3 separate regions of the Triticum aestivum genome follow, and all the other regions are linked to region 2. A link is a contact called in public Hi-C data. All regions are on one chromosome and are shown on one strand. The core of a region is the stretch at or near the end of the contact, and the rest is flanking DNA. Distances in the headings are between cores, read along the strand shown.

Region 1 (3,523 bases), core at 657-3,156, 400 kb before region 2:
GGAAGAGGAGAGCATACCATGTCCCCAACGCCGAGACCACTCACGGGCCGTGCTTCAACGCTCTCAAATGCGGCGCAATACTTATTGCACTCTTGTTGGATGAACAATCATCTCTTTTGAATCGAGCCGATGCCACGGTTGCTTGTAATTTGGTAGGGCTCAAACATCTTCCTTTCATGAATGTTTTGTGGACTCTCGTCCCAAAAAAACAATGCCCTTTTGTTGCGCGCCGGTCCTAGGATCTTGGCTAATCTCCATCCAAGCTTGGCAAATCAACTTGTCCTCATCTTGTGTATATGAACCCGTGCGAATGCTCTTCCTCTTCTTTTATGCTTCCGCTCTTTGGGTGAGCTCGTCGATGAACAATGGCTCGCCACTAATATCAACGTCATTGCCTTCTTCTTCATCACCATCACCTTCGACATAGATGTCATCGTCTTCATGCCACGAGTCACCATGGTCGTAGTCAGCACAGTCGTCGGCCTCTTCATCGGGGACGTACTGGGCGCGACCATCCTGACTTTGGGTCTCCTCGGGGCCGTAGGCACGGCCATGCCCACCCTCGTAGATCACGTCATCCATGTACTGGTTGTAGAAGGGGTCGTCGACCGTTGGCGTTGGGGTTGGCATTCCGTCAAACAAGACGCGGGGGGCCGACATGGTGCCCGTGAACAGTGCCTGTGTCTGCTTTCTTTGCATCTCGACGGACGGCCGGCCGCCGCTGCTGGACCCAGGCGTGACGTTGAGGTCGATGACGGCCGCGGGGCGCGGTGTGGACGGCGCGAATAAGCCCACGTCCGGCGACCCCGAGAAACGGGTCTGGCCGTCGTGCCTTGGCGGAGGAAAGCCGGGCAACATGGGCGCGGTCCGCGACGTCGGCGACTGGCAGTGCGGAGGCCAGGCGACTGACGAGCCCGTGCTCGCCGGGCCGACGGCCGCTGCAGGGAACCCGGCCGGACGGCTCATGCCAAGCATGAAGATGGCGTGCGCTTTGTTGACGAGGACCTCCTTCTCGTCGGCCGCGGCCTTGCGCCGCGCGGCCTCCATCTCATCGCGCTGGGCGGCGAACTTGGCCGCGGCGGCATTGACCTTGACGACCGCTCTCCGTTCCCTCCTCTTCGCCGATTCCGCGTCCAACTTGCAATCTCCTCCGGCGTGCACTCCGCCCGCGGCTTCCTTGGTGCCTTCTTCTTCACCTTTGTGGGCGGGTCGACGGCCAGGCCGCCAGAACTCGGCGGGGCGTCGGCCATGGACGGGGGAGAGAGGGGGCGTGGGAGGGACGTGGGAGGGTTTGGGGAAATGGCGCCAAATGGGCGTTGGGGGGGGCGGGGTTGGTTTCTCCCACCGACAGGCGGGCCAGGGGAGGACAAGCGCGCGCGTCCCGCCCGTCCGCGCGCTGTCCGTTTCACCCCAAAACCAGCGCAAACTTGGACAGGGGATGTGTCGAAAGCGGACACAAAACGGACAAAGATCCGTTTGCGCCCGCGCGCTGGGCCGTCTCGTTTGCCCCTTTTACCTCAAACGAACGGGGGTAGGATAAAGTCGCGCGGTGGAGTTGGGCTCGTAGAGCTCCCCCCACAATCAAACCACAACACACGCGCACCCGAACGCCCCCGTGATGATCCCTTTTGACCCCCGAGTGGTTATTATTACACTACTGCGAGGCGTGCAAAGCGTCCACCTCGCATCCAGCTGCGCGCCGCTGTCCTGCGTGCGCTGCCTGACTGACTGACTGCTCCCCCGGGAAAAAGCCGCACCGCGGCTCAGATTTCACGGCCAGCTCGCGCGTCCCCGCCCGCCATGCCGAGGGGGAGGCGGAGCTCGAAGCCGGCCGTCCGTGTCACACGATACGACGATGCCGTCGCGCCCAACGCGGCACGGGCGGGAACAAAACAAACGGAAAACAAGCGATTCCTTGCTTCCACAGCCACCAAAAAGTAAACCGGCGGTGGCCAGCCACTGCCCACTGGCCCTGGCGCTTTCCTCCCCGACTGTTGCCCCCACGCCGCACACTCCCTCCACTGACAGCTCCGCGCAGGACCCCGCACGTCATCGGCCAGCGGCGCCACGCGACAAGTGCGGGAAGGCCGGACGAGATTTTCAGCGGAGCGTCGACACCTGGCCGTCGTCAACCCGGAGGCGGGGGCTACAAAGATCCACGGCGCACTACCGGCTCCCCATTCCGTCGTCCCCCGGTGCGCGCCTAGTGGGTGAACTGTGTCCGCGCACGGGCATCATCCTATACGTCTCTCTGTGACTCTGTGTGTACACATTGGTAGGGGTAGGACATCTCCCAGCCCAACCACCAACACACCGCCCTCCCTTCATCATCACTCCGCCCCAGCAGAGGCCGTGCCAGCCAGCCAGCCATGGTGTCGCTCGCCGGCTCCCAGATCCTCTCGCCCAAGCAGAGGCCGTGCGCGCCGCGCCGCCCGGGCCACTCCATGCGCACCATCCGCTCCGCGCTGCTGCACCCGGACTCGCCCCCGGGGCCCAGCTCCCGCCCGCGCGCCGCCGCCGACGAGGGGGACTCGGACATTGAGAACCTCACCGACTCCGTCATCGACTTCCGCCTCAGCGAGCTGGCGGCCACCGCGGGGCCCGCGCACCCGGCGGCGGTCGCCAAGTCCTCCTCCGCCAACGCGGCGGCCACGGAGATGCTGGAGCTGTCCCGGGACTTCTCCGACTACTCCAGCTTCAACTCCGACATCTCCGGGGAGCTCGAGCGGCTGGCCGCGGCCGCCGCCACGCCCAGATCCGACGCGCCGGACCTCGCCGCCGTGGATCTGAACGACCTCGAGTCCATGGATCTGTCGGCGGACGCGGCGCCGCTGGACCGCGTGGAGCCGTTCGTGCTGGCGTGCGTGCAGGCGCTGGGGCCCGACGCTGCGCCCGACGCGCGCCGCGCGGCGGCGGCCAGGATAAGGCTGCTGGCCAAGCACCGCTCCGACATCCGCGAGCTGGTCGGCGTGTCCGGGGCGATCCCGGCGCTGGTGCCGCTGCTGCGGAGCACCGACCCGGTGGCGCAGGAGAACGCGGTGACGGCGCTGCTCAACCTCTCGCTGGAGGAGCGCAACCGTTCGGCCATCACGGCGGCAGGCGCCATCAAGCCGCTCGTCTACGCGCTGCGGACCGGGACGGCGTCGGCCAAGCAGAATGCCGCGTGCGCGCTGCTCAGCCTGTCGGGCATCGAGGAGAACCGCGCCACCATCGGCGCGTGCGGCGCCATCGCGCCACTCGTCGCGCTGCTCTCCGCTGGCTCCACCCGGGGAAAGAAGGACGCGCTCACCACGCTCTACCGTCTCTGCTCGGCGCGCCGGAACAAGGAGCGTGCCGTCAGCGCTGGAGCCGTCGTGCCGCTCGTGCACCTCATCGGCGAGCGCGGCACCGGGACGTCGGAGAAGGCAATGGTGGTTCTTGCCAGCCTCGCCAGCATAGCCGAGGGCCGCGATGCTGTGGTGGAAGCCGGTGGGATACCCGCACTGGTTGAGACCATCGAGGACGGCCCTGCGAGGGAGAAGGA
Region 2 (3,596 bases), core at 865-3,364:
ATTCCCTCGAATAGGTCGCGGGCGTCCGGGAGCCGCCGGCCGGCGTCTGCCATGTGCGTTTCCTCGCGCCGCCGGATGACGAGCCACCGGCCACCGGGGTGGCGTTGAGGTCGATGGGCACGGGCGTGGAAGGCGCGACCACGCTCACGTCGGGCGAGCACTCCCCGGAGGCGGGAGGCTTGCGGGTAGACGTGGAAGCCGGGCATCGGGTTGCAAGCCGACGCGCGGGGCGAGTCGGGCAGCACCATCCGAGGAAACGCCGATGATCCGGTGCTGGCTGCGGCGACGGCGGGGTTGAGGAGGCTGTGCTGGCTAGGGTTTAGCCCTAGCATGTAGAGCGCCTCCCTCGTTAAGGCGGCGACGCGGGCGGTGGTGTCCTCCTGCTGCGCAGCGGCCGCGACGGCCTCATCCCTCGCGTCCGTGGCGTGCCTCCGGTCCTTCCTCTTGGCCGACTCCCTTGCCCTTTGTGCGGGCGTCAACGGCTTCTTTGGCTTGCCCGCGGCGGCGGTCTTGCGCGGGGCACGAGGCTTGCCTTTCCCAAAGGGGGCGGCGGCGCCGGACGAGGCGAGGGAGGCGAGGCCAGCGGCGGCGTCGAGGTCGATGGCGTCGTCCATGGCGGGTGTGGGGCAGGAGCGCGCGGGCGAGAGGGTTTTTGGGGGAAATGGTGGTGGCTGCCAGCGACCAGCAGGCACAGGGAGAGGAGTGGGTGCGCGCGCGCGTCCGTCTCATGTCCGCGTCGACGCAAATCCGGCTCAAAAAAGGGGCCGGGAATGGGTTGCCCGTGGATGAAAAGCGGACGCGCGTCCGTTTGGGTCGGCGCGTTGGGCCGCTTTTTGTGTTCGCGCCGACCCAAACGGACACCAGCGGACGAAATGGGTCGTCCCATTGAAGTTGCTCTTAGTGACTAAAGAGATTTATATTCTCTGCACAACCATGTAACAAAAATTATGGCATGCTTTTGTAGGAGTTGTGTTAAGAGGCCAAAATAACCATATACCGTGCAATACGTACTACCATAGAGTAAAAGACACAATTTTTGTATCGTGACATAAGATTGCCTGGCAGTAGAAAAAATTTGTTCCCTTGCAAGTGGCGTTTAGATTAGTTTTATCCGGTAAAAATTGATACCATGACATAAATACCATACGAATTTTGGTGTATGAATTGGGAACATGTATCTTATGTAACCTATAGGTGTGTTGAATGATGCGTCGGCTAAGTAGTTACTAGCATTTTTGCAAACCAACTTGTGGTTGGATGGTTAGAGGGACTATGGTATCCCAGCCCACTAGGGTTCAAGTCCTGGTGTTCGCATTTATTTCTGGATTTATTTCAGCATTTCCGGCGATGCGCATTCAGTGGGAGTAGACGTTCCCGTCGACGACGAGGTGCCTACGTTAACTTCGTAAATTTCAAGATGATATGCTAGTTCAGTCTTTCGGAGGTGGTCATAGGGGTAGAGTGTGCGTGTCTGCGTTCATAGGGGTGAGCGTATGCACATGTATATGAGCGCATGCGTCCGTACTGTGTTAGAAAAAGTAGTTAGTACTTTGCACTTCATCTATACAGAGTTCTTTGCTTCAACTTTTTTCCGAAAGTTCAAAGACGAAAATAATTTTTTCATCTGCTATGAGTTGCTCCTACGGTGTAGCAATGTAGACGATGTTACTCATTGAATTCCATGGGGTCCATGCTAGGATCACCCATGCAGGGAGGGAAAAAGGGCCATAATGATGTGAAATGCACACATGGCATTAAAATTATTGCATTATCATATTTGATTGATGACGGCTGGCATAGACGCGTTTATAATCTTAAATTCAATTATTAGCTTATCATCTAGTATTTGTATATGCAGCAATACATAAGTGGATAGCCGAGCTCGTTTAAATAGACAAGATTCAAATACGTTTGTACTGATTTGCATAAAAATTTTGGATTGGATTTTAAAGCATACCGCGTGCGGCTCACCTAGGCGAAAAGTTCGGCAAGATCACGGAGTCCAAAGTTGATCACCCAATTTTCTGCAGGCCTGGAAAGAGAAAAAAGCGGAGGAGAAAACGAGGCAGCGAGGAGCGGACGGGGCAAAGAAGCGTCGAGAAACGCCCTACCACCCCCCGGGCCCCAACCGACCCCCCGCATCGTCCGTACCGGTGGACAGAGCCATAGAGGGATCTCCGATCTCGGCCCTCCTGGCCAACACCGCCCCGCGCGACGAGTCCATCGCGAGCCCGGCATCCTCTCGACGGCAAAACCTAGCCTTCCCGCCGCGTCCCGTCGGATCGCGTCCGTCCCCTAGCGGAGGAGGAGGCGGGCGCCCTAGGAGGGGCATCGCGAGGTAGTCGTGGCGCTGTTCCGCGGCTGCTTCTCGTTCGGGTCGGCCGGGCGTAGAAGGCCCGCGGCCTCGCCCTTGCCCTCGCCGCCGCGCGCGACCGCCGCATCGGCATCGGACGACGGCGCCAAGATGAAGGGCCTCTTCAAGTCGAAGCCGCGGACGCCGGCCGACGTCGTGCGGCAGACGCGCGAGCTCCTCATCTACGTCGACCTCCACGCCGGCTCGCGCGGCGCCGACCCCAAGCGAGAGGAGGAGAAGGTGAGATCGAATCCGGCCGGTCTTCCTGTTTCTATCCCCCGTCCCTGTCCACCGATTTCGCTCGGATCGGGCAGGAGAGTGGAATTTTTTTATCCCTTGCTTGGTTTGGCCTGATTTGTGCCTCCGCACTCTTATTTCTATGAGCGTTACAGCGGGTGGAACGTTGCTGCTTGTGTGAGCGCTATGTATTATCGTCGCTGCTCAATTTGCTGCTATTTAGGCCGTTGTAGGAATTAACTAGCTTACTTCATTGTAATCTATGATGATTACATGACTGTAGCATATAAAAAGGGGCTGCAGGAAGATACGTTTTTTGGTATCGGATCATAACTAAGTTACTTAATTATGATAATGTTGCAGATGGGCCATGTGTTAGATGGTAGGAGTTTACTCGTCATTCACAAATTCAATGTATGCTTACAATTTTGGTATATGAGCTGCAAGTCAATTATGATAATATTTTAGACGGGACATGTGATAGATGGTAGGCGGTTTACTCGTCATCCATAAATTCAATGTATGCTTACAATTTTGGTATATGAGCTTTAAGTCAATTACGATAATGTTGCAGATGGGCATGTGATAGATTATCAATGGCTTGCTTGCCATCATAAATTCATAATTCGATGTACGCTTCTTGTTAGCATACATTCGACGTAGGAAGCAGGATTGTGCAGCAAGAGTGAACGCCAAGCTTCTAAATTAGGACCCTCTTATCTGGCGGCTGTTCGCTCAGAGGGGTGGCATTTGCGAACATTTTGATGACATTTTTAGTTGGTCCGGCTTGGCAGTTTCTTCAGAACAGCAGGGTATTTTCTGGAATGAAAGCTCAAAACTGCCATCCTCCCAGAAAATGCCATGTTGTTCTGAAGAAACTGCCACCCTCGATACAACTAAAACTGCCACGAAAAAGTTTGAAATGCCATGCTCTCCTGGCGAACGGTCGCCAGTTGGCTTTTCCGCTAAATTATGGGTCATGTAGTGGTCATGCCACTCAGCAAGA
Region 3 (3,121 bases), core at 491-2,990, 270 kb before region 2:
AGGAACGGGCATAGAATCCTTTTTTTACTTGTCTGTGGCATTGCTGTAATTTCTAGCAACTTCAGCGGTAATTTCATGAGGGACAGGCTGAAACAATCCTCATGATGTTGTTGTTGTTTATTAACACCCTATCCTATAAGCACCTTTGAGAGACTGAATCGGCGTATCATCTTGAGATCGACGAAATCGTCATGGACGCCTTCGTAGACGACGGGAACATATCCTCCCACGGAAAGCAAATTGTCGAAAGGTCTGGAATAAAACAGAAAAATACGAGCACCAGTATCAAGTCTAGGACTTTAACCCTAGTGAGTTCGGGATACCGCTGTTCTCCTAACCATCCAATCACAAGTTGAATTGTCAATCCTCCCTTTGTTTTTTAACACACTATAGAGCGCGCACGCACACACACACACCACACCTTTGTGAAGGCACGGCACACACCCTACTCATATGAGCATCTTTGAGAGACTGAGCCGACACATCATCCTGAGATTAACGATGTCATCACAGACTCCTACGTAATCGACGAGAACGTCTCCTCTCATCGAATGCACATCGTTGAAATGCCTGAAATAAATTTAGAAAAATACGAGCACGATGTCAACTCTAGAAATTGAACTCGGACTCCACATGTACTTTAGATGCCCAGATGTTAGACCCTAATGAGGGGGTTAGTCGACGAAATAAGTTTGAGGGGTCAGTGGGCGAAACAAGTTTCTCCACGGGCCATTTAGTAAAAATAATACCTCGGCGGCGGATGAGCGAGCAATCGATGGATCGGAGAATATCTGGTGCACCGTACTCGCGTTGCATATTTTAAATGTTCAAAAATTATGAAAAAAAGCTAGCACACAACACAAATGTAGGTTGTCATGAAAATTGAAGACAAAATTTGAACATAGCTCAAAAAAAAGACAAATTCAACACTTAATACTAGTACATAGCATAAGTTGTGCTCTGTTTTTTTCTTCAGATTTTTTGAAATGTTCTGCGGCATCTGTGCATTGGATACATCCTCGGATCGGTGAGGGGCGGGGCGAGGAATGATGGCGGCCGCAGAAGCGGATGATATCCACTTTGAAAACTCTGCGCAAGCGTGCGGCCGCGCCGGGTCCCGCACTGACAGCGACGCGCCCCACCACAACCACACCCACCCGCGCGCGCGCCCGCGAAACCTCTCCTCCTTCCTCCTTCTCAGCCGCCCGGAGGAGAGCCCAGACGGTTCTCGTCGATTAAAAACAAAACGAAACGCAGCCTCCCATCAAAAGGCCTTCCCCCTCCATGACGCGGCCCCACCCACGGAGGGAGCTGGAGGCTCCCCATTGGCTGGCCCCGTCACGCGCTGCGGCCAGCCACAAGGCTCCAAGCCCAGGCCGGCCCGCTGCGGCCGCTTGCGCTCGCAGAATCCCTTTGACTTTTCGGCAGCGTGGAAACTTGAGAGACCAGCGCAACAAAGCGCCTGCGACCCGAGCTCACGCTGTGCGACCCCTTTCCCGTATTTTCCACCCGTATATGCGTCCGGTTCTCTAAAGCTACGGCGGCACCCAATTTTCTACGCCTCCGGAACGTGTGCAGTGTCCTGACGGCTAAGTGAGCGGTCGCGGTACTGCCCAGCGGGGACGACGCTTTTGAATACCACTGCGTAATCTGAATAATCTAAGGCTAAGCGTGCCAATAATATCATCGGTTAGATTATCAATCATCCTGCCTGTAGGAGTAGATTAGGCTGCTGTGCTGTGGACTGTCTGTGGAGGCTGGCTGGCTGGCTGCTAAGGCCAAACAAGGCAATAAAAGCAAGCGCAGTTAGGTAAAGGGTGTAGAAAAGAAAGGCAAAGGGCGGGGAGGGGGCTATAAAAAAATCCCGTGCTACTGCCCTAATTCCCTTTGGACTTTGGCGTTATATCCATCCTCGAGCCCCTCCCTTCCGGACCCTCACCCTCTCCCTCTCCTCCGCCTGATTCCAGTGGTGCTGCTGCTTCTTCTCCGCCGGGACAGACGAGACACGCAGGGTAAGCATGCTCTGAGTCCCCCCCTCTTGTGTGCTTCCTTGTTTTCCAAGGGGTTTGAGCTCTTGCTTGCGCTTTCCCTTGGTTGGGACCGGGACATATGCATCGATCGACTTCTCCCTGGCATGGAAAATTGTTAAGGAGTTCTTTATCTCCAGTTGCTGTTTGAGTAGTTGAGTTGAATCGAGTTGGCTGGCTGGTGTGCAGTTCCGGTTTGGTTCGCTGTACAGTACTGTAGTAAGCATCCGCCGACGGTTCCTTATCTCCAGCTTGCGCACCTAATCTTGGATTTTGACCATCCAGCTGCTCTCCCACCTGTGTCCCCAAATTGACGCCAATCTTGTATGGATTTCGTTTGATTCGTGCTTGTTTCTTCTTGGTTACAGTTGCGGAGCAGCTAGCGGCGGAGGTGCTTTCTTCATCATGGAGTCGCAGCAGCAGCAGATGGAGGCGGTTTCTGCGCCGGCCGCCGCCACGAACGGGGGCGGGGAGCTGATCGGGTACGTGGACGTGCACGTGCGGAGCGCGCGGGACATCCAGAACATCTGCATCTACCACAAGCAGGATGTGTACGCGCGCCTGTCGCTGCCGGGGGAGGGCGCGCCGGCGGCGTCCACGCAGGTCATCAATGGCGGCGGCCGCAACCCGGTGTTTGACCAGTCGGTGCGCGTCGGCGTGCGCGCGGGGGACGTCGACGCCGCGCTCCGCTGCGAGGTCTGGATGCTCAGCCGGGTCAAGAACTACCTGCAGGACCAGCTGCTGGGGTTCGCGCTCGTGCCGCTCCCGGACGTCGTCGCCGCCGAGGGCGGGACGCTCGCGCGCGAGTTCCCGCTCTCCACCAACGACCTCTTCCACTCCCCGGCCGGGTTCTTGGAGCTCGAGCTCTCTTACATCGGGGTCGTGCCCGATGTCATTCCCGTCTCGCCGACGCCCAAGCCTGCGCTGGCCGATCCCGACGAGTCCGAGAACGCCGGCGACGGAGCCGGCGCTGGCGCAGGGAAAGACTACGAGAACATGGAGTTCCCTGACATGAATCTTGTGGAGGAAAACCAGATTATGCTGTCGGAATATGTTGGGCTGCCGTGCGCAGCCATGGAAACGCAGAGCTCCGA

The links. A called contact is a pair of places that touch in the nucleus more often than the background predicts.
Region 1: a contact with region 2 is called in a Hi-C map of leaf, with 2.7 times the contacts expected there. The contact joins the promoter of LOC123052267 here to the promoter of LOC123052263 in region 2. A contact is called at or near these places in 3 of 5 Hi-C or Micro-C datasets (all in leaf).
Region 3: a Hi-C map of leaf shows a contact between it and region 2, with 4 times the contacts expected there. The contact joins the promoter of LOC123052266 here to the promoter of LOC123052263 in region 2. A contact is called at or near these places in 2 of 5 Hi-C or Micro-C datasets (both in leaf).

What each region holds. Positions count from the first base shown.
Region 1 is chr2D:146,306,278-146,309,800 of IWGSC CS RefSeq v2.1, reverse strand. LOC123052267 (U-box domain-containing protein 4) reads left to right here and starts at 1,906. Exons shown (of 2, transcript XM_044475390.1): 1 at 1,906-3,523. The coding sequence starts at 2,370.
Region 2 is chr2D:145,904,701-145,908,296 of IWGSC CS RefSeq v2.1, reverse strand. It overlaps LOC123052263 (putative MO25-like protein At5g47540), which reads left to right and starts at 2,114. Exons shown (of 11, transcript XM_044475388.1): 1 at 2,114-2,593. The coding sequence starts at 2,465.
Region 3 is chr2D:146,170,663-146,173,783 of IWGSC CS RefSeq v2.1, reverse strand. It overlaps LOC123052266, which reads left to right and starts at 1,740. Exons shown (of 2, transcript XM_044475389.1): 1 at 1,740-2,012; 2 at 2,396-3,121. The coding sequence starts at 2,433.